7 separate regions of the Mus musculus genome follow, and regions 2, 3, 4, 5, 6 and 7 are each linked to region 1. The links are chromatin contacts, called in public ChIA-PET, HiChIP or PLAC-seq and promoter capture Hi-C maps. All regions are on one chromosome and are shown on one strand. The core of a region is the stretch at or near the end of the contact, and the rest is flanking DNA. Distances in the headings are between cores, read along the strand shown.

Evidence for each region. Promoter capture Hi-C pulls out the DNA fragments that hold promoters and counts their contacts. ChIA-PET counts read pairs in DNA pulled down with a chosen protein or histone mark. HiChIP or PLAC-seq counts read pairs in DNA pulled down with a chosen protein or histone mark.
Region 2: a promoter capture Hi-C map of embryonic stem cells shows a contact between it and region 1, with 4 times the contacts expected there. The contact joins the enhancer-like site here to the promoter of Snx4 in region 1. A contact is called at or near these places in 6 of 39 promoter capture datasets (3T3-L1-derived adipocytes, the C10 cell line, cranial neural crest and 3 more), 6 of 115 datasets of contacts at active chromatin or transcription factors (embryonic basal ganglia, embryonic hindbrain, extraembryonic endoderm stem cells and 3 more) and 1 of 9 other capture datasets (adipose tissue).
Region 3: a contact with region 1 is called in an H3K4me3 HiChIP or PLAC-seq map of the 230-238 cell line, with 4 times the contacts expected there. The contact joins the enhancer-like site here to the promoter of Snx4 in region 1. A contact is called at or near these places in 19 of 39 promoter capture datasets (the 3T3-L1 cell line, 3T3-L1-derived adipocytes, the C10 cell line and 11 more), 1 of 15 datasets of contacts at CTCF or cohesin (pro-B cells), 3 of 484 Hi-C or Micro-C datasets (cortical neurons, nephron progenitors and palatal mesenchyme), 16 of 115 datasets of contacts at active chromatin or transcription factors (the 230-238 cell line, the HPC-7 cell line, SST interneurons and 10 more) and 3 of 9 other capture datasets (adipose tissue, liver and pancreatic islet).
Region 4: a contact with region 1 is called in an H3K27ac HiChIP or PLAC-seq map of trophoblast stem cells, with 8 read pairs. The contact joins the enhancer-like site here to the promoter of Snx4 in region 1. A contact is called at or near these places in 9 of 39 promoter capture datasets (3T3-L1-derived adipocytes, the C10 cell line, the HPC-7 cell line and 5 more) and 5 of 115 datasets of contacts at active chromatin or transcription factors (the 230-238 cell line, craniofacial prominence, embryonic stem cells and 2 more).
Region 5: an H3K27ac HiChIP or PLAC-seq map of extraembryonic endoderm stem cells shows a contact between it and region 1, with 4 times the contacts expected there. The contact joins the promoter of Heg1 here to the promoter of Snx4 in region 1. A contact is called at or near these places in 6 of 39 promoter capture datasets (the C10 cell line, cranial neural crest, hippocampal neurons and 3 more), 2 of 484 Hi-C or Micro-C datasets (CD4 T cells and CD8 T cells), 4 of 115 datasets of contacts at active chromatin or transcription factors (craniofacial prominence, embryonic stem cells and extraembryonic endoderm stem cells) and 2 of 9 other capture datasets (adipose tissue and pancreatic islet).
Region 6: a contact with region 1 is called in a promoter capture Hi-C map of hematopoietic stem and progenitor cells, with 2.3 times the contacts expected there. The contact joins the promoter of Rubcn here to the promoter of Snx4 in region 1. A contact is called at or near these places in 2 of 39 promoter capture datasets (fetal liver and hematopoietic stem and progenitor cells), 3 of 484 Hi-C or Micro-C datasets (CD4 T cells, CD8 T cells and hematopoietic stem and progenitor cells), 2 of 115 datasets of contacts at active chromatin or transcription factors (bone marrow-derived macrophages and extraembryonic endoderm stem cells) and 1 of 9 other capture datasets (pancreatic islet).
Region 7: an RNA polymerase II ChIA-PET map of effector CD8 T cells shows a contact between it and region 1, with 11 read pairs. The contact joins the promoter of Lrch3 here to the promoter of Snx4 in region 1. A contact is called at or near these places in 6 of 39 promoter capture datasets (the 3T3-L1 cell line, the C10 cell line, hippocampal neurons and 2 more), 1 of 484 Hi-C or Micro-C datasets (embryonic stem cells), 4 of 115 datasets of contacts at active chromatin or transcription factors (the 230-238 cell line, effector CD8 T cells, extraembryonic endoderm stem cells and 1 more) and 2 of 9 other capture datasets (adipose tissue and pancreatic islet).

Annotation. Positions count from the first base shown.
Region 1 is chr16:33,249,929-33,252,861 of GRCm38.p6, forward strand. It overlaps Snx4 (sorting nexin 4), which reads left to right and starts at 1,528. Exons shown (of 14, transcript NM_080557.2): 1 at 1,528-1,673. The coding sequence starts at 1,533.
Region 2 is chr16:33,759,261-33,762,193 of GRCm38.p6, forward strand. Heg1 (heart development protein with EGF-like domains 1) reads left to right here. Exons shown (of 15, transcript NM_175256.5): 13 at 1,498-1,585. Among named protein-coding and RNA genes, the nearest start is that of Muc13, 34 kb to the right of the region's middle. Within about 2 kb of position 1,566, at least 36 of the 459 cell types and tissues checked have an H3K27ac peak or open chromatin away from gene starts, as enhancers often do. A contact at or near this core is called in adipose tissue, embryonic stem cells and extraembryonic endoderm stem cells, where this site is marked.
Region 3 is chr16:33,731,135-33,734,067 of GRCm38.p6, forward strand. Heg1 (heart development protein with EGF-like domains 1) reads left to right here. Exons shown (of 15, transcript NM_175256.5): 6 at 465-584. Among named protein-coding and RNA genes, the nearest start is that of Heg1, 48 kb to the left of the region's middle. Within about 2 kb of position 1,502, at least 56 of the 459 cell types and tissues checked have an H3K27ac peak or open chromatin away from gene starts, as enhancers often do. A contact at or near this core is called in the 230-238 cell line, the HPC-7 cell line, cortical neurons and 4 more, where this site is marked.
Region 4 is chr16:33,713,066-33,715,998 of GRCm38.p6, forward strand. All of the region lies in intron 2 of Heg1 (heart development protein with EGF-like domains 1), which reads left to right. Among named protein-coding and RNA genes, the nearest start is that of Heg1, 30 kb to the left of the region's middle. Within about 2 kb of position 1,381, at least 131 of the 459 cell types and tissues checked have an H3K27ac peak or open chromatin away from gene starts, as enhancers often do. A contact at or near this core is called in the 230-238 cell line, craniofacial prominence, hematopoietic stem and progenitor cells and 1 more, where this site is marked.
Region 5 is chr16:33,683,071-33,686,003 of GRCm38.p6, forward strand. It overlaps Heg1 (heart development protein with EGF-like domains 1), which reads left to right and starts at 1,396. Exons shown (of 15, transcript NM_175256.5): 1 at 1,396-1,785. The coding sequence starts at 1,542.
Region 6 is chr16:32,866,890-32,869,822 of GRCm38.p6, forward strand. It overlaps Rubcn (RUN domain and cysteine-rich domain containing, Beclin 1-interacting protein), which reads right to left and starts at 1,477. Exons shown (of 19, transcript NM_172615.4): 1 at 1,204-1,477. The coding sequence starts at 1,271.
Region 7 is chr16:32,912,614-32,915,546 of GRCm38.p6, forward strand. Lrch3 (leucine-rich repeats and calponin homology (CH) domain containing 3) reads left to right here and starts at 1,487. Exons shown (of 21, transcript NM_001081255.1): 1 at 1,487-1,790. The coding sequence starts at 1,529.

The sequences.
Region 1 (2,933 bases), core at 278-2,777:
AGGGTTTCTTTAGATAGCCCTGGCTGTCCTGGAACTCACTCTGTAGACCAGGCTAGCCTCAAACTCAGAAATTTGCCTGCCTCTGCCTCCCAAGTGCTGGGATTAAAGAAGTGCGCCACCACTTCCCGGCTTCTAGCTTTTATTTTTAAACAAAACAAAACAGTAGACAATAATATGGTCTCCTTCAGGCCTTACAAAGCCAGGTGTCATTTCCTCGTTGTCACCCACTGGTCAGCTCACAACGAACATCCTGCCGGCTTTAGGATCTAGTTTTCTGAGATCTCAGAAACTGGGAAAAGATCACAAGATAATGAGAACAAATCTATCCTTGTGTGATTAATAAAATAGTCTTCTGCCGGGTGGTGGTGGTGCACGCCTTTAGTCCCAGCACTCGGGAGGCAGAGGCAGGCAGATTTCTGAGTTCGAGGCCAGCCTGGTGATCTACAGAGTGAGCTCCAGGACAGCCAGGGCTACACAGAGAAACCCTGTCTCGGAAAAAAAAAAAAAAAGTCTTCTGATTTAAAAACATGTTTTCTGGGGGTTTGCCGGACCTAACTAATCCCTGGCGAACAATAAAATACCTAAATACATAAATAGTCCAGGCTCTGTAAGGAAGGAACAGGGAAAGGATAGGAGAAGGGGTCCCTGCATTAAAGAAGTCTAGAGTCTAGCTGGAGGAAGCTGGATTTAGAACAAATTATTGTAAAATAACAAGAGAAAGTGCTTTGAGCATGAATGGAACTTTGCCACCAAGCCAGGGAGAAAACTCCAGGAGGAAGAAATTGTGCTTCACAACCCGGAAAAGGATGTTTGGCAAGAATCAGTTTTGGTCCGAGACCAGGTTTTGTACAAAAATACCAACCCAAAGGTCCCATATTTAGGCTACAGTCAGTGAACATTTCTCTTCAGGTCACCACAGGGAATCTTGCCAAGGGGTAGGTTCAGGAAATTACAAGAGACTTGTAGAAAATTAAATTGCTTTAGCGTCTAAAGTTTAAACACTTACTTAACAATGGCGCTCTCCAGCCTGCTTCAGCCATCTTACCTCTCAAATCTTTAGGCGTTATCTTTTGCTGAATGCGTTACTCAACTCTCTAAAAGTTAATAATTGATGCTGCTCTGGTCTTTGCGAGGGGAAACGGAATTGTGAATGCAAGGTAAGGGCGATGGTCACAAGACAATCTCCCTTTCTTTTTAATGACACAATTACTTGAGGGGATCGCCAATCTGAGTGGCTTCTGCACTTCTTGAGTTCACTTCACTTTAGTTTCTTTATGTCTTTACCGGCTCTCCCAGATTACCAGTTTTGTAGCCAACCCTCTGTAGTCGCCCTAGCTTTCCCCTACCTCCCTCGGTCGCAGGTCTTGGCTGGTGGTCCAGCGTTCTGGGGTCTCCGCTGCCTAGGAGGAGTTTCTGTGGGCAGGGGCGGGACTACCGAGAGCGCAGGGCGGAGCTACCACAAGCAGAGGGCGGGGCGGCTGGAGTCAAGGCCCCGCGCAGGCGCACTGGACTCGCGGTGCCAAACTACAGCTATGGAGCAGGCACCTCCGGACCCCGAGAAGCTCTTGCAGCCTGGACCCCTGGAGCCGCTGGGTGGCCCTGGCGCTGTGCTGGAGGCCGCGGTCGGTGAGGAGAACGAGGGCACCCGAGAAGACGGCTCAGGGGTCGACACGGTGAGGAGAGGGGCGGCGGAGGCTTCCGGTCTGGGGCCGGGCCTAGCGGGCCGGGCCGGGCCGCCCTGGCTGGGTCTGGTGGGTGCGGTCCCGAGACCGGAGGATGACCCGATGCGGAGTGGAAATGGACTCACAGGCGCGGCGTGCCGGAGCGCCGCGTGGGCGTTGTCACGCGTGTCCGTGGTGGCGTGGCCCGCGGTGTCAGTGGGCGCGTCCCCCGGGGTCTGGCCCTGAAGAGGCTCGCTGCTGTTTCCGGCCGGCCGAGGGGGTCGCTGGGAGGCGGCTACACCCTTGGTGAGAGGCGAGTGTGCGCAGTAAGGGGGGCTTGGCCTATGGACACGTCGGGAAATAGACATCAGCGTCACGTTAAAGAGAAGGGACAGAGGAAGAAACATTTGTTGAACTCTCCATTTAGCTGTAATGTCGTTATAATGTTTCCTCCTGCAATCCCCGCCCCTCGGTGATAACTGGTGTTTCTCACCTTTTGAGTTAAGGGAGTGTCGCGTTGTCAATCTGTGAGTGCATCCATCCAAAGGGTCGTGACGGATTTGTAGACTCTGATGAACAAATGTTTAGGAAACTCATTAGCGCCCTGTATTTGAACTCCCTGACCCTCAGTTGCTCAGCCCCTGTCCAGCCATTTTGCTGTTGCCCCCTCACCCCCAGTAGGTATTCATGCTAAGGTAACCCGTACATTTTTATGATTGATGCGTCTCTAGAGAGGACTAAGTTTCGAGAGAGCTAACCAGGAACTTCTCAGCAGTTGGAGGTTTTGACTACTTAAACCATTTATGTGTGCTTATAAGTTAAAGACTTTAACTTTTTGTTTGTTTGTTTGTTTTGTGTTTTTTCGAGACAGGGTTTCTCTGTATATAGCCCTGGCTGTCCTGGAACTCACTCTGTAGACCAGGCTGGCCTCGAACTCAGAAATCTGCCCTCTCCCCTCCCAGGAGTGCTGGGATTAAAGGCGTGCACCACCACGCCCGGCTAAGACTTTGATTTTTGAGAACAGTTTTAAGGTCGCTGTAGAATTGAAAGAGAAATGGGGAGATTTTCCCGTATACTCAGTTCTCATATTCAGACTTGTGCCTTGTCCACGCTTCTTACCAGACTCGTTTATGTTATACGCGGTGAGGCCAGGTTGTCACCCAAAGTCCATAGTTTACACACTGTCACATGAACTTTTAAGTGTCCTAAAAAATCCTCTACGCTGCCTGTTCTTCTCTGTCCCTCTCCTGTTGTTCTTTCCTTTTTCTTTTC
Region 2 (2,933 bases), core at 316-2,815, 510 kb after region 1:
ATTTGACCTTGTTCCCTCTATATTGCAGAACTAATCTTTTTCATAATAATCTGGCCTCTTTGTGGCTTGTTTAAATAAAAGGATAGATAAGGGGTGCATAGCTTATCGTCTGCATGTTCTACTCATAGCCCCTGATCTATGAGTTCATCCAGACAGGACAAGAGCAGGAGAGCTGTGCCATGGCCTTGACTTTATAACCATGCCTGCAGATCATGGATCAGTCTTAGAACACTTTAAAGAGTCTGGTTATGCCGGGCGTGGTGGTGCACTCCTTTAATCCCAGCACTCGGGAGGCAGAGGCAGGCGGATTTCTGAGTTCGAGGCCAGCATGGTCTACAAAGTGAGTTCCAGGACAGCCAGGGCTATACAGAGAAACCCTGTCTCAAAAAAAAAAAAAAAAAAAAAAAAGAGTCTGGTCGTTTGGGGCTAGAGAGATGGCTCAGTGGGAAAGAGCACAGGTCTGCTCTTACAGAGGATCTGGGTTCCACTCCCAGAATCTACGTGATGGCTCACAACCCTCTGTAACTGTCCCAGCGGATCCTGATGTCCTTACCTGGTCTCTTTGGTCACAGACAAATAGTTGAATAAAACATTGGTAATGAAATATAAAATGTGTATTTTTTTTAAAAAGAAAAAAATCTAGTTATTGGTCTTTCAAACTAGATCTTGTAACCTGAGAAACCAATTTTAATTTTATATCCATACAAAAATAGAAAATTTAATATAATCTATCATAAATTTTGCTACAATATACAGATATAAAACCCAACTAATTAGATATGTTAGCATTATTATATATAATATATGCTTCTATCAGTGCTAATTTCTGGTAATTAAATCAATGTATAAGGAGCCTCCTGTGTCTCTGGCATGCTTTACACAGTGAACCCAGACTCTGGACTTAGCAGACGTAACATTTCTTTTGAAATTGAAGAGTTTAACCTGTCTCTGTTCTGTTTTACCAAGTAAGACTCTAAAACTGAATCAAACATCTGGTGTTTTGTTTTGTTTTGTTGAAGCAGGGTCTCACTGTTGCCCTGGCTTGGCTGGAACTCACCATGCAGATCAGGCTGCCTCTGCCTCCAGGGTGAAGCACAAATCTTTATCTTCACTAATTACCATCAAGATAAAAAGTTAAATTTCCAGATGTATAATTTTCACGTGATAAAAAGCAAGCACCCAAGTGAGAGGGGGAATAAGAGTAAAGTCTTTCAGAACAGTTTGGGGAAACTTGATGGTTGCCTGTCTCTTTTCTGGTTTAGTGACGTCATTAGGATTGCTCTAGAGAAAGAAATTTGGAGCTGAAAGAGGGAATCCTCTCACTGCAAAGAAAGCAGAACTCTAGCCTTGGAGGATCTCTGGGCCAGAGAGCAGGCAGTGGGAGAGAGCAGCTAGGGCCATGCTGCGGAGGTGGGGTGGGTGGAGGCTTACTTAGGACTGAGGACCTCCTGCCAATCAGCCCTGTTTGTTTTTTTTTCCTTTGTCTTCTGTGTTTAGCCTATCAGCTCATCACTGTGGTGATCGCAGCCGCAGGAGGTGGCCTCTTGCTCATCCTGGGCGTGGCACTCATTGTTACCTGTTGCAGGTGAGTGGTGAGACCTCTCATTTAGATCCCCCTTTCAGGACCTGTGCTACTATGCGAAGGTGGATTCTGAACCTTGGGTAAACTAGCACTTGGGAGACTGAGGCAGAAGGAAGATGACTCTGAGGACAGCCTGGGTTTATAGCAGGTTCTAGGCAAGCCTGGACTACATAGTAAGACCCTGTCTCCAAAGCAACAAAATAAAAAGGACTTTATCAAAATCAAAAACAAACTCTGGAGCTGAGGACATGGCTCAGTTAGTAGAGCGCTTGCCTAGCGTGCGTGAAGCCCTGCGCATGCTCCGCGGCCATGCAGAACCAAAGAACAAAGCAAAGTGTCGTCCCTGCGCATGCTCCGCAGCCATGCAGAACTAAAGAACAAAGTGTTGTCCTCCTTATGATCCCAGCCCGGGATGGAAAGGCAAGAAGAATCAAGAATTCAAAATCATCCTTAGCTATAAAGCAAGTGCAAAGCCGGCCAGGAATACAGGCAGCTGTTTTGTTTTGTTTTGTTTTGTTTTTTTAAAATACAACCAAACTTGTTCACACACATTTTTAATCCCAGCACTCAGGAAGCAGAGACAGTTGGATCTCCTAGGTCAACCTAGTCTACATAGTGGGTTCCAGGTTCCCGGACAGCCAGGACTACGCAGCAAGAAGTGTCTTTAAATAAATAAATAACAGAAAATAAGGAATGTTGATGAGAATGTGGCAGAATTGGAGTCCTTAGGCACACATGGCTGGCAGGGATAGAAGAAAGAAAAGCAGCTTTGAATGTCTGGTAAACCCAGGACTCCCAGTCCCAGGAGATGCTTATGAGTCATCTACACAAGAACTTGGACCTGGGTATTCACAACAGTCCTATTCCTGAGAGTCAAAAGGGGGTGGGGAGGGGAGCAGTCCTAGCGCCTACGGGTACAAAACCCAGATGTGACAGAGCCACATTCTGTCAGCCACCGACTGACACATGTGAACCTTCAAACCCTTGTTCTCAGGGAAACGAGGCATCTCAAAAGATCATCTGAAGTGCGATAGGAATAGGAGTTATAAGAGTCTCTGCATCTAATTGAGACAGAAAGTAGGCCAGTGGGAATCTAGGGCAGAGGTCAGGGTGGAGAAGTTGGGCAACTGGGGTTGATTGATAAGGGGTCTGAGACTTCTGGAGGTGACAATGGTCACACCACTGTGAATATGTTTTAAAAAAAATTTTATGAGTACATTGTATGGTTTCGTCAGTCGTCTCAGAGCTGTGTGTGTACAGAGAGAAGCAGACAGAGGAAGGAAAGGAACTACCTGAACTATTTTAGCAGTAAAAAAGTAGGACCTTTTTTGGATGAACCTCAGCTCCAGGC
Region 3 (2,933 bases), core at 252-2,751, 480 kb after region 1:
TCTTTAGTCTTATTTATGATTTAAATATAATTTCAACGTCTTTAATTCTTCCCTGCATCAAAATCTACTGTTTCTACTGGGCATGTCCTTAATCCCAGCACCCAAAAGTCAGAGATAGTAGGATCTCTATGAGTTCAAAGCCACTCTGATCTACATAGTAAGTTCCAGGCCAGCCAGGAATAAAAGGATGAGACCCTGTCTCAAAGCAACACTAACAATAACAACCAACCAGATCTGTGTTTATCTCTGTACATGCCAATCCCACCCTGTGATATAGTTAATTCTTCATATGGTTGCCACTGCCCTGGCAGGCAGCCATCCCCGTGAGAACAAGGGTGGCTTCCCGCTCTTCTTTGGAAGCACACGACACACGACGCACGGTGCCAGTTGGTTTTAGTAGGCACCGAATGATGATCCATTGCCTGCCACCCCGTCAGCATGCTCTTGTTTGTCCCCTCCTGCAGATGTGAACGAATGTCTCTCCAGCCCCTGTCCTCCCCTAGCCACGTGCAACAATACTCAGGGATCGTTCACCTGCAGATGCCCAGTCGGGTATCAGTTGGAGAAAGGAATATGCAATCTGGGTAAGAGTTAAGTCTGCCTTGCAACTGACTGCTTCCTTCCTAATCAAAGCCAACATTTTTTTTCCAAGCTTAAAAAAACCCAGGGATATAGAAATGAAGCTCATTGCCTGTTACTCCAACGCCTGCAGATGCGGTACTTTTCTTCACCTTTGATGATGTACATTATATTTTTATATATTAAATTCAAGAGATATCTGTAAGTATATCCCTGTGTCACAAAAAAAGGACAAATATCTTAATGCCTGTGTAATGTGCTCATTTGTGCACAACAGTATTTGTTCAACCATTTTACCCTTCAGTTAAAAAAAAATCAAATGGATATTCCAACTACATAGGGGTTTTAAACATTATTTATTTACTTACAATTTCAGAGTGTTTATCTGTTTATTTATATTTATATTTTAGAGTAAAAAAAAAAGAGTAAAATTCTGATTGTCCACACATTCTCCTTGAGTTGTTAGCCACAGACAGGTGCATTGTGACGCAGCCACCTCTAAAATCAGGCCACTATATTGGTCATGTTTGTTCCTCATTTGACAGGTCCACCAAGCTGCTTGGTTTTCCATTCGCTTTTCATCCGACAGGTTAAAAAGTAGATCAGCAAATGCAGCGAAGACAGAGGCTCTGAGATGCTCAGAGGCCAAGCATGGGCCACAGCTGGTGAGAGGCCTGGTTTCCAGCCCACAGTTTTCTGTTGTACCACAGTGTGGTTATTATTAGAAAAGCGTTCTTGCACACAGGGCGTGACCCTTGTTGGGTTGCTGAGTTTAACACCATGCTTGCTTGAGAAGTTAGAATGAGAAATTCAGTTTTGAAGCTGAAACTATCAGATAAGATAATCGGCCTTTGGAACAGCTACAGTTGCCCAGTGTGAGGCCTCCTGCAGAAGTGCTCAGCCAGTGTTTGGGGGAGAACCTCTGTGTTGGCTGCAAGTGTTATCTGCATGAACCTCTGACACCCACAGACAGAAGGAGCTTCTTAAGGCTGACACTCTACTAAAATAAGAATAATGAAATTTGTCTGAAATACAAAAAAAAAGAGCATTATTTTCTAAAAAGGGGAAGTCTACATATGTAGACATGAGTCAAAATTAAGAATCCCTCTTAATTCTAATTAGTCTGGGTAACCTGGTCTGTGTAACCACCTCCTACAGGGAACTAGCTGAACGTGTGCAGTTGAAGAATGAAGGAGATGGAATATTGGTTATTGTTGTTGGTGTTTTGAAACCCATGGTTTCAAATGCCTGGCTTTAGGCTCCCAGCCACCACCTGCACTGACTAGCCAGAGCCTCAGTGTCCCCATCTGTTAAGTCAGATTGCACATTGCTCACTGCTCACTCAAGGTTTGGGGAATGTCGAATAAAATAATCTGCTTGAGCAAGTGCCGCCGAGTGTGAAGAGCTGTCCAGATGGAAGGCAGCGTTCGCCAGACTGGATGCTAGGAAAACAAGCAGTTGTCACAGGTCAATAGTGAAATCGGCAGTTAAATCTGAGATTAAAAAAAAAAAAATCATATCTTATAAGTAAGGTGGGTCAGCAGATAAAGGTGCCCGCTGCAGAGTCTGACCAGCTGAGTTCAATTCCCAGGACCCACGAGGTAGAAAGAGGAAACCAGTTCCCACAAGCTGTTCTCTGAATTTCACATGAGTGCTTTGGACCGTGAACACACACGCAAATGCACGCAGGCAGGCACAAAGTAAATCAGTGTGATTTTTTTTTTTTTTACAATACCCGTTTTAAAGCTGGGCGGGGTAACTGCAGACGTGGAAGTTGTCTTGAATACACTAACTATATTAAAAACAGGGACACATCTGTGTCTTTCCACAATGTCAGAATTTATTGAGTCACAATAAGCTCACAAGCTACTTCAATTTCATTTGCTCTGATTTGCCAAATTATTCTCATCTCCCTTGACAGTTGGCCAGTGGCAAGCATTGGCTTATTCCAAATTTAATTACTAATATTAACTCAGATCACAAGTTACACATCAGGGTAAAGGGGTATGTGTGTGTGTGTCACAGAATAGCTACAAAGGGGTTAAAGAGGCCACAGAAAAGTTCAAGGAGTTTAAAGAGGCCTTAGGAGTGTCAGAGAGCTAATACCGACGAGAAGAGAACCAGTCCCTTTAGCGGTTAGACCAGGAACCACAATGGACAGTTACTGAGGAACGCATCAAGCTGCTGCGGGGTTAAGGCTGGGACTGTCCATGTGAAAGGAGCTTAGAGGCAGGCACAGGACTGTGAGGTGAAGCCCAGACCCATGTAGGCCACTGTGGAGAAATCCGACACAGAACCAGGGCCAGATGGACAAAGAGACAGAGAACGCCACGGCAAGAGTGGACACTGAGCCA
Region 4 (2,933 bases), core at 131-2,630, 460 kb after region 1:
TGCTGACTTTCATTGTCCTTGAGTCTTACTAAGAATTTGTCTTCCTTGGTGACCTGGGTATTCTGCTGTAGGTGATGTCAGACTGCCCTCTAAAATGTTCACTACAGAGGACTTTAGTCAGAGAGCATACCCCAGAGAGCGCCTGAGGCCAATGAGGAAACAAACCTCTGTGGAAACAAGCCTCTGCCCTGTGTTTAAAGTTAGCCTGGCACCTTCTAGCCTACCCAGAAAGCTCGATAAACCTCTCCTACTGAATGGACTTCATGAGATTCTACTAACCCTTTCTGAGTCCGTGACTGACACGGGAGCTTTGGGGATGTAGGCCTAAGGAGGACCAGCAGGACCCGCCACAGCAGACTTGGAGTCAACCTGCCGTACCAGCCTGCTCAGTGAATGAGGACAAGCAATGGGGTCCTTGTTCAGGGGAAGAGTTCGTGATTTTTCTAGCAGTGTGACCTAGAGAAAAGCCCAACGCTTAAACCAGTCAGGTCTATAATGTCCCTCAGGAGATGTGCCTACGGACGATAAACCAAGGGCATGGTGGGAGGTTCTTTTGATCTGAAAGGTGGCAGCATTTGATGATCCATACATACTCAGTCTGTGTCGTCTGGGCCTCCTTTACTGCCACCTAGGAGCACGGTGTGTGGAGCTGAGTGTGTTTTTGCCAACTTGACACAAACTGGGAAGAGGATCCCTCAATTGAGAAAATATCTCCATCTGATTGTCCTGTGGGGCAAATCTGTGTGTTTGTGTGTGGGTGTGTTTGTGTGTGTGGTTTTTGTTCTGATTTGTTTTGTTTGTGTGGGTCCTGGTTCTGTAAGAAAGCAGGCTGAGGGGCTAGAGAGTTATCTCAGTGGTTAAAAAACACTGACTGCTCTTCCAGAGGTTCTGGGTTCAATTCCCAGCAGCCACATGGTGGCTCACAACCATCTGTAAGGGGATCCGATGCCCTCTTCCTTTGTGTCTGAAGACGGCTACAATGTACTTATATACGTAAAATAAATAAATTCATCTTTAAAAGAAAAAAGGAAAAGAAATCAGGTTGAGCAAGCCAGTAAGTAGCGCCCCCTCCATGGGTCTACTTCAATGATAAGCTTTTACCTAGAACTTTACAATAAAATAAGATAAACGTTCTTTATTTCCCGAGTTGCTCTTGGTCAGTATTTTATTACGGCAACAGAACACAGAGCAGAACAGACTGATCAGTACAGCACCTTCCACATCCTGGGTAGCCAGGAGTTAATCTGTTTCTGAACAGAATCTATCTTACAGCACCTAAGCACGCCCAGGACGATGAGCCAGGGGGCGTTGCTCTCCACCCTCTCCTGCCTCGCTGCCTCTCTAGACTTTCCGTGGTCTCTTTGACTGTTGGTCCTGGTGTGGGGGCGGGGCTATAAACAAAGCAACAAGTGGCCCCGCCCCGGTGAGGAGGGCGGGGAGGAAGCTCTGTTCTGAAGGCACAAATGTGTATGTTGAATTGTGTGAGAGTGACTACAATTCCGCACTAAATTTAGTGTGAGCTTCCTGGAAATGGGGGCACAAAGGGAAGCTGGGTGGAGCGTGGGATTGTTGTCGGACAGTCAGCATACCGTTTAGCCCATAGGCAGTGGGCGGGCAGTTCTTCCAAGAGGAATATTTATTTATGTAAGGGATTGCTGAAGATCATAATAGAAACTACTTTCAATTGCTGGTTTTGTGAGAGTCGTGCTAATGTCCTTTGAAGGTGACATTTTGTAGACTCGCTAAGAGCTGGGGCGGAATAATGGGTCTTGACTTATGGGAGTCTTTCCTGTGGGCAGTTGAGCTGTTGCAGTCCAGGTAAATGGCTTTGTGGTGATGTCACTTTTGTGAAGGGAGAGGACAGAAACGACGTGAAGGACTTTGGATGTAGTCTGCCTTGTTGTAATACCCGCTGCCTCTGCTTTACTTCTGAGAGGTTCTGGATAGCCGTCAAGGTTGAGCAGTGTGACAGAAAGTGACGCGTGCTCACACCAGGTGAGCAGTCGTTCCCTCTGTGGCCTGTTACAAACACTAGGAACTTAGCTCAGGCCTTGTCCCAGTGGGAGATGGCATTCCAATTTTTTTAAATTTTATTTTAAAATGTTTATTAGCGGAGGGGAGTGCATTTGCCACAGTGTATGGGAGCCAAAGAAAAACTGAAGAACTCAGTTCTTCTCCTGCCACCCATGGCACACAGGACCGAACTCCTGTCAAGGTTGGTAGCAAGGGCCTTTACTGCTGAGTCATCTTGCCAGATTCATTCATCCTTCCTTCCTTCCTTCTTTTTAATTTTCTATTTATTTTTGCTTTTGCTGAGGCTCAAAGTCTGAAGGTTTCTCATTTTCCTAACGCCAGCCTGTGGGTTCTTAGTTAGTGCCGCAGGTGCCCGTGTAGGATCCTAGGCAGTGCCTGTGGACAAGCTAAGCAAGCATCCTTCAACCCCTTTCTCAAGACAGGGTTTCTCTGTGTAGACCAGGCTGACCTTGAACTCACAGAGATCCTCCTGCTTCTGCCTCCCAAGTGCTAGGACTAAAGGCGTGTGCCACCACTGCCTGGCTCAAGCATTGCCTTTTTTTCTAGAGGCACTGCTTTGCAGAAGTGTTCACACACATTGTGTTGCTTTACCGTGAGGATTAAATGAGAATTGTCAATCGGGCAAATAGCACAAGGCCTGGGGCTTTGCCACTGCTTACTTGAGGACCGCTGTTTTGTTTTGTTGGGGGCAGGGTCTTACGCTGTAGTTGAGGTGGGCCTGGAACTTGCTGTGTAGACCAAACTGACTTCCAGCTCCTGATCTTCCTGCCTCAACCTCCCAAGGTTACAACATGTGCCTCGTGCCCAACCAGGGTGGCTTGTTACAGTGATGACGTGGGTGACCGTGGGCTGCACAGTCCTGAGGCCAGGGGAATGGAGTTGCTTTCCTCTGTGACTCT
Region 5 (2,933 bases), core at 146-2,645, 430 kb after region 1:
TTGGATTGTTGTTGTTTGAGAAAGAAAGAGGACTGAGCATTTCATGTGAGACCTGAAAAGTTAGGTTTCATTTGTGGTTCTATAAACCCTAACCCAAACCAATTCTCCACTCTTGGCTCATTTGTCTAAGGTAAACTTGTTTATACGGAGCATCCTTTGTGTCCTGCCAAGTGACTCACTTGTACCGAGTCACCAGAAAATGGGTCTAGGCCCATCTACCGATGCGCTGGACGTTATGATCTGATCGTTCCCCTGGAGGCGGGTCATGGAGGCTTGGAGACAGAGAGAGGCAGAGACATGGGGAAAGAGACAAGCCTGTCTCCTGAACATTTGGTAAACAGACAAAGAACCCTAGCACATCTGAGAGCATCCCAAGGGATCTGTGGTTTTCAGTTTGGATGAGATATTGTCTGAATTATTGACAACTCTAAGCTATGAGGTAAGCACGAAGCCACATGGTCATTCAATGAGAAATCCTTTAGTTGTTGGTTCTCTTAGCAACTCTTAAGCAAGTTATTTCCCCCTATTTTGAGCTGCTCATTCTTTACTTACAAAGAAAAGAGATTTGGGTCTTAAAATCTGGACATTGTATCATTTGTCTCCTAGGAAGGGAGGGAATAGGGACACACACAGAATTTTACTTACCAAGCAAATTTATTGACACTCTGTCTTGGAACATCTCCCCTAAAGGTTTCTTTTTAACTTCTGTGTGGGCTGCTTTTTTTTTTTTTTTTTTTTTTATGTTTAATTTGCAAATTGCTGTCCTTTTCCTGGCTATGGGTTTTCCCTTGCCCCAGACTCGGTTCAGTTTTCTCTTCCCTCTGGCCTCTTTGGGTGTCTCAGCAGTGACATCTTTGAAGAACTATGGTGTAAGCCAAAGATAGCGTGGGAAGGAAATCAGGCTTCTGAGCCTTCAAGAAGATGAGGGTTCCCGCCCTGGCTAAAGCAAATCTTCTCACCAATTCTGGGGACCCAAAAGGGCGGCAGTGGGTTGGGGCCTCTTCAGATCCTTAAGGGCAATGCAGGTCCACGTATGGAACAGGGTCTAGGATTCACTTCTCTGTCTTTTGAAAGCTCTCTGTATACTCACTCACCTGATGTCAATTACACCGCCAGAATCTACTTTTCACAGACCTACTGTGTGGCTAAGGAACTGGGAAAGTGCCCCCCACCCCAATTTCATTTCTCCAAAAGCCAAAGCGATACTCCAGGGTGTGGGCCCTGTAACAAAAGTCGCAGGGGGCTCCATGAGTTCACCCGGGGGTTCCGTGAACTCACCCGGGAGACCGAGACCGCCCCCGCCCTCTTCCTGCCCTCTCCCCGCCCCCGGGCCCCCGCGCGGGGCGGGTGATGTCAACCGAGGAGGAGCCGCCCGCCCCGCGACCCGCCCGGGCTGATTGGCGTGTGGCAGCACCAGGGCTGCCTCCGCCCTCCCGCGGCTCCCACAACTTTTGCGGCTGAGAGCGCGCTCGCACCCCGCTCCGCTCGCCGCCGCCCTCGGCCCGGCGCCCGGCATGTGAGCGCGGGCGGCCGCCGCCACCATGGCCACGCCGCGCGCCCCGCGGTGGCCGCCACCGTCGCTGCTGCTGCTGCTGCTGCTACCGCTGCTGCTGCTGCCGCCCGCTGCCCCCGGGGCGCGGGGCTCCCTTCCCTCCCCGGCCCATCGAACACTCCTCCCGGTCGCGGGACCGCTTTCGCCGCCTGGCGCCGGACATACGGCCCCCGGACCCGGCGTCGCGACCCGGCGGGGACGTTCCGGCCGTGTCCCCAGAGGCGTGAGCGCGGGTGAGTGAGAGTCTCCAGCGAGGGTCAGGGGGCGTGGGCGCTTCGCGGCTGCCCCATCCCGGCCGAGGCTCCGTGGACCCTCGTGGGTGGAACCCTGAGGGTGGCCCAGGACGGAGAAACGCTGTCCCTGGCCACTGGAATATAAAATGTTCACATGCATTCCCTCCCTGTGCTTTGGAAGAAAACTCTCTCCTGGATTAGCCCACACCCTTCTCACTTTTACAAAACGAAGACCCCAAAGAGCCTCTCACCTCGTGGGGAGTGGTAACTTCTGGCTGTTGTCCCTCGGTTTCAGCCCCCAACCCCCAGATTTAGAACTGGTCTCTCCTGGTCTAAAGCCTGACTTTCCAGTATAAGTAAATAACGGATTTCGGAGTTTGGAATGCTTCTAGTACTTAGGACTTCATAAAGGACAAAGAGTGCGCTTTAAAACAAAGCTACCCAGTTAACCTTAGGAGCAGGGTTACTTGGGATGGGGCTGGGGGCGCTGCAAGGTCAAACCCCTGGAAGCCACTGACTGGCTCTGGACTGTCCTGGGCCCTTTCCTCCCCCAGCCAGCTGCTTGCTGTGCAGGCAGGCACTGCCTGTCCTGGTCACAGAATGGGGACTCAGCTCCTGTGCCTGCCTCCTTTGTTTCTAGTTCCTTTTTCTGTTGGAAGAAAATGCCACGGCCTGGGTGGGATTCTAATGTAACCCCCACACGACCTTGGCTGTGTCTCATCTTTGGCTCTCAGTTTCCCCATCTGTGGAATGGAGGGGCCCCATTCCTCCCTGCCTCCAAGTGACAAGAGGTGACAAAATGAAAGTAAAAATAGTAGAAAGTGCTGTGAACCAAACCAGCCTAGGTGATGTTAGCCATTTGTCCTCCCGTAAGAGGCAGAGGGCACACATCGGGCTCTGTTGTTGCCACACTGGGACTGCCAAGATTTTGTCCAGTTTCCACTTCTTGTCTGTCTGTCTGTCTGTCTGTCCATCTTACATGTTTTACAAACTTTCTCCCAACTTGCTCATCCTTAGAACATAGAGGTACTACTTCCTAGAATTGAATAAGAGAAACTTTTCTACCCTCATAAAGCCTCATTTGAACCATAATCTCCCCTCCGCAGACTGCCTTAGCCTTGTGAACTTCTGAGTCACTGGTCCAAGAC
Region 6 (2,933 bases), core at 227-2,726, 380 kb before region 1:
AAGGAGAAGTAAGACATCTAGTTTCATTTAGTATGCACCATTCATAGACCTCGGTCAAGAACGCCAAGCTCTACTAATTCAGTAGGCCACAGGCTATATCATAGCAGAAATATTTTCACCCAGACACTTTTCAGCTCTCCCCTAGGAATATTTTAAGGTAAATTATTTTGCTTCTAGTCGTGGGACTTCACCTGCTCTGGAGACCATCATTGTACTAAACCTATTTTAAGTGTCAAGAAAAACTCCCTCACGCCATATTTCTACTGTGCCTCTGCTCCTGCATCCTCTTAAGATGTTGAGACCCTGCTTCTGTTGTTCTTGTGGTGCTGAGGATGGAGCCCAGGGCTGCCTGCATGCTAGGCAAGCACTCTACCCTGAATTACACTCCCAACCTAAGACCAGTTGTTAATGAAGCAATCCTAAGTAGGACACACACACACACACACACACATAAGTGTAGTTGTTTAAATTTAAAAAGAAAATAATCCCCCTATTTCTAGAAGCTAAGGTTTTCTGACAATAATTCCACAAAAACTTGAGCTTATTTAGTTTGCATTGTGGAGAAGCAGCAAAGGGGCTGAAGAAAAAAGAAACAGAGGTCCTCTCAGGGCAGCAGCATCTCACTGACAAAGGACATGCACATGATTTCTGTCCCTTCAGCGAGCCCACACCCAGTGCAATCAGTTTCTTTTAACCCACGGGCCTACCTCTCCTCCTCACCCACATTCATCTCTTCCTAACCTTGCTGAGCCATTGTAATCTAAAACCGTAGCTCCCAGAATATCTTAGCACCCTTTTAAAATCGGTCTGGGTTATCACAAGTTTTAACGCAGGGCACCAATCTTGTTTCTGCTCTTATCTATAGACTTTGGCCTATAAAAATCTCACTACAGCACCTCAGTCCTTTCTCCCAGACTCTCAATGTCCACCTCTCCTCTGGCAGTCTTGTATCTTAGTTTCTTCACTGTCTTCCCTGGCCCTCAAAGAATCATACCCACAGTTGCTCACCGTCCCTAAATTCATCTCCTCCCTTGTCCTTATACACGCCCCACCAGTCCCTCCTCTTGGAAATTCTTCCCAAACAAGTCACTTGAACAGTAGCTCTACAGGATGCCGCGCCCCGCACTGCGTGTCATGCCAGCCAAGTCTCCCTGTGCTCCCGCGCACGCAAGCAGCCCCGACTGCCAGCCGCTCCCAGCCCACCTGCTCTTCTCTAGCAGACGCTCCCCATCGCCGCCGCCAAGATCCATTCCCGCGCCCTCCGGACGCATCCGGACTATAAGGCCGTCTCGGGGCCAGAGAGAGGCTCCAGGCCGCTTCGACCGCCAGGGTACCCGGAGCACCCTCAAGAGAGGGGAGGCACCATGGCTGGTGAGCTTAGAACCATGCACTACACCCTGACAGCGACAGAGTCAAGGACTGCTGCCTCAGCTGCCGCTCTACCCCTGCCACCCCCACTTCCGGCTCCAAGAACTACAATTCCCAAAAAGCCCTTCGAAGGCCATCCTTCTCCCGGCATGCACTGCCCCATCCAATCCCAGGCTCCCCTAACCTGGGTACACGTGATGTGCTAGGCGAGTTTCCCTGGGCAGGGAACCTTGATTAAAAGCTCCATGTAACTAACGACAGTCAGGAATTCGAGGGCGAACTCCTGTCACACTTTACTCAGGAAATCAGACTCTGTCGGAGGTTAAAATAGACAATAAAACTGATATAATCCTAACTCGATTAACTTCACTTCAGTCCATTCCTGATTTAATACTTCTTGGTGTTGGAAGACTCCAAGCATTTACACCAAGAGATCACAAACTGAACCAGAAAAGGGCAGTAGAAAGGCTAGGAAGACTTTGAGGGAAGGTCTCTTGCAGGAGTGATGTCGGGGTACAGGTTACTGTTTTCTTTTTCTAAATATTCTTAAATGTATATGCGTGTGCCTGAGTGTATGTGCATCACATGCTTGTAAGGTGCCCGTGAAGGCACCGGAACAGGGACCCTCTACAAGAACAGATAGTTAACCCTTGAGTCAATTCTCCACCCTGTTTTGGTACTGTAGCACAGGTTGGGCTCAAAGTCAAGACCCTCAGCCTCCAGAATGCTGAGATTATAAGCATACACCACCAAAGCCATGCAGAGCAGTTTCTAGGATAAGAGTTTAACAAGGAGGGGAGGAGAGGCAGGAAGATGGACAAAACAGCTCTCACAGGTATTAAGAAAATAGCAGTTTTGAAAATCGTTGCTTCTTAGTAATCAAAACTGAGAAAGGGCAAGATGGTTCAGTAAGTAAAGAAGCTTGCTACCGAAACTAACCACCAGAGGTCAAACCCCAGACCTCCATGGTGGAAGGAGAGAACCAACTCCTGAGAGTTATTCTCTCCCCATGAATGTACATGCATGCATGCACTAAATGTGTATACACACCCAGTATATATACACATATATAAAGTTTTTTTAAAGCAAAGGAGTGGGACACAATGATGTGGGCATTCTCATGCAAGCAAGACCAGGTTATGAAATGACATGTTAAGGAGTTGGAATCAGCCATAGAACAGTGAGTTTTATCAAATGAGAGGGTATGGCAAATGTGCTTACAAAGCTAAGTTTACAATGTGGAAAGGAGATAGAGTAGGTATCTCATTAGAGGTAAGAGCGAAGTAGATAGACTGGTGATCCCTAGACTAGTCTGTGCATGATAGTCAAGAGTAAGACAAATCAGCTGCAAGAAACAAGAGAGAATGGGGCTGGAGAGATGGCTCAGTGGTTAAGAGCACTGACTGCTCTTCTGAAAGTCCTGAGTTCAATTCCCAGCAACCACATGGGTGGCTCACAACCATCTGTAATGGGATCAGATGCCCTTTTCTGGTGTGTTTGAAGACAGCAACAGTGTACTCATACATTAAATCTTTATTTGAAAAAAGAAAAGAAAAGAAAGAAAG
Region 7 (2,933 bases), core at 237-2,736, 340 kb before region 1:
GAGCAGGTCTTGGAGCAACTGTTACTAATCAACTTTATTACTGAAACATTTTTACAATTTCTTGAACTCAGGAAAGTGCTTTTTGGGGGCTTCCCTGAAGTTGGGCTTTGAGTGATGAGCAGCTTCTCACACCTCATATTTTCTTTTGTGCTCTGTGATAGATTTTTCTCATCTGTGTCTTAATGTGCTCACATGCATCAAAATCATACTTGGAATTTTGCTCTCTGTCATCCTATTTTGTAACTTCAGGTTTTATTCAAAAACCTCACTCGTTCTTTTTTTTGGGGGTGGGGTGGGGTTTTGTTTTCAAGACAGGGTTTCTCTGTGTAGCCCTGGCTGTCCTGGAACTCACTCTGTAGACCAGGCTGTCCTCGAACTCAGAAATCCACCTGCCTCTGCCTCCCATGTGCTGGAATTAAAGGCGTGTGCCACCACTGCCCGACCCACCTCACTCGTTCTTGCTCTAGAGGGACTGCTTTGCCGTGCACTCTACTCAGCCCAATTGCTGTTTTCTTATTGTAACTGGCCTCCTTGGGTTCCAAAATAAAATTAGCTAATTCTTTAGAAAAGAGACTTTATCTGACAGGCCCTCGAATTCTGTACAGCAAAGTAAATTTGGTGAGTGATATTTGCATCACATATTAGGAATGGCTTGAATTTAAAACAGATTTGGAAAAATAAGAGACTGCAGGACTGGGAGGGTGGGGTTTTATTTAAATGTGAGTGGTAGTTTTCATTACTTGAATGGTTTCCGGTTTTGGTCTTTCGGTTCTAAATTTAATCCCAACATTTATTACATAGCCAGATTTCAATGTTAGATGTAAATATTATTCGTTCTGCTCTAGCTAGTGATAAAATCTGCGCAAACAGCCACAGTATTTAAGACGTTTGGTTTCATTAAGAGCTCTTTCATAAAAAGAGTTCGAAGCCAGCCTGGTCTACAAAGTGAGTTCCAGGACAGCCAGAGCTATACAGAGAAACCCTGTCTCGAAAAACAAAAAACAAACAAACAAAACAACAACAACAAATCTAAAATACATAACAATTTCAACAAGAATTAGGGACTTTGTAGCCGAATCTGCTCACACGGTATGTTTGTTTTCCCGTTCAAGAACTAATAGTATATCCACAAATTCCAGTTCAGATCATCTGGCGGTATGGTGACAAGCTGAGAGACAATTTTGGGCTTATCTCAGGGAGTCCCCTCTAAGTGCCCAAGTTTCTGGCAGCAACAGGGCTAAGGAATCTTTGCCGTTTAATGTAATCCACCACTGAGAGTTGGAGCGCTGTTAAGGACGGGTTTTGGTTTTTGTAGTGGCCTTTTAGGGAGCCCAGGGTACCGGGCTGCTCCAGCTCTGCGAAGTCGGTTCGGTTTCCCTGGAAAACCTGCTTGTGGGCGGGGCAGGCGGCTTGTTGCGCCCAGCGCGTCCGGGAGAGCTGTCCCCGGTCCGCGAGCCCCTTTCCCCGCCCACCCAGCGGATCGCGTGGCGCATGCGCAGAGCCGGGCCGGAGAGTTGTCGGCTGGGAAATGGCGGCCGCGGGCTTGGTGGCTGTGGTAGCGGCTGCGGAGTACTCTGGCCCTGTGGCGTCCGGGGGAAACCTCTCCGGTGCGACCTGTGGGCCGAGCCCTGGGTTGGGCCCTGGTCCTGGCCCGGGCTCTTGGAGCCGCTCGGTCGACCGAGCCCTGGAAGAGGCGGCGGTCACCGGGGTGCTGAGCCTGAGCGGCCGGAAACTGAGGGAGTTTCCCCGGGGAGCGGCCAACCATGACCTGACGGACACCACCCGGGCCGGTGAGCGGGGCGCGGGCATCCCTGCTACCCGGGACCCGTGGAGTGGGGGGCAGGGGGTGTGTGGCGACCGGCCCGAGGCTCCCCGGGTAACGGGGACCGCTGGCGGTACCGCGCACCCTCCCGGCCTGGCCAGACCCGGAGCCTGGGGTGCGGCAGCGCGCAGCAGCATCTCCGCTGCCGGCGAGAGGCAGTTGACGGGTGATCTTTCTTGAATCGCTCTCAGAAATCTCGGCATCAGTGCCCGCCCCGTAGACTTTTTGCCTCGCCCCGGTGTCTGCAGACCACTTTGCATTTGGGATGCCGAATTGACTTTGCTAAGAGTTGGAGCGTGGCAAGCACGTTCTTCCATCGTAGTATGGGTGACGCTGGGTGCTGCATTGTCAAAGGATCCAGGTCCGCTCTGGCGTTTTCCCTAGTGTGTGCGAGTATGTGTGTGTAATGTGGACTCTAACACTGGGAACAGCTTATTTCTCCGCCTCCGTCTGATTTACCGAAAAGTACTTGTAAAAATAGGCCATCTTTAGGTGCTCAGGACTTTCGTCTTCCATTCTTACCGCCGCCTAAGAAAACATGAAAAGAAGTAGGATATTGTCTACCACATCTATATTTGCTTTTCCCTTTAAAAACATTTCTGCGCCTTATATTGTTTAAGACAGGAAAGAGAATGGGGATTAAGTATTATTTGGTTTCCTTAGTTGTGGGAAACAATGTATGGTAACTGAGGTATTCAACATACTATATAATGTGTTCCTCTTGTGTTTTAAATATAGCTTCCTCCGGGAGTAGATTAAGAATTGAGTCCTTTTGTTTTACATAAGGGGAGGGGTCCCCTCAGAAGTAGTTTAAATGTTTTGTGTTTATGTCATATACATTGTTTCATCCTCATTCTGCTTGATTTTAAAATGTGAGAGTTAATACTTTTTCTTAGGCTTGTGTAGTCATCAAAGATTGGTAATTATTACATATTTCACTAATGTTGAAAAAATAAATAGAGCTGGTAAGATTGCTCAGTGGGTAAAAAGGCACATGCTGCTGCCAGACCCGACAGACAACCCAAGTTTGATCCGAAGAACCTACATACTGGAAGGAGAGAACTGACTCTTGCAACTTGTCTTCTGCCTTACATTGCGCACACACGCGCAC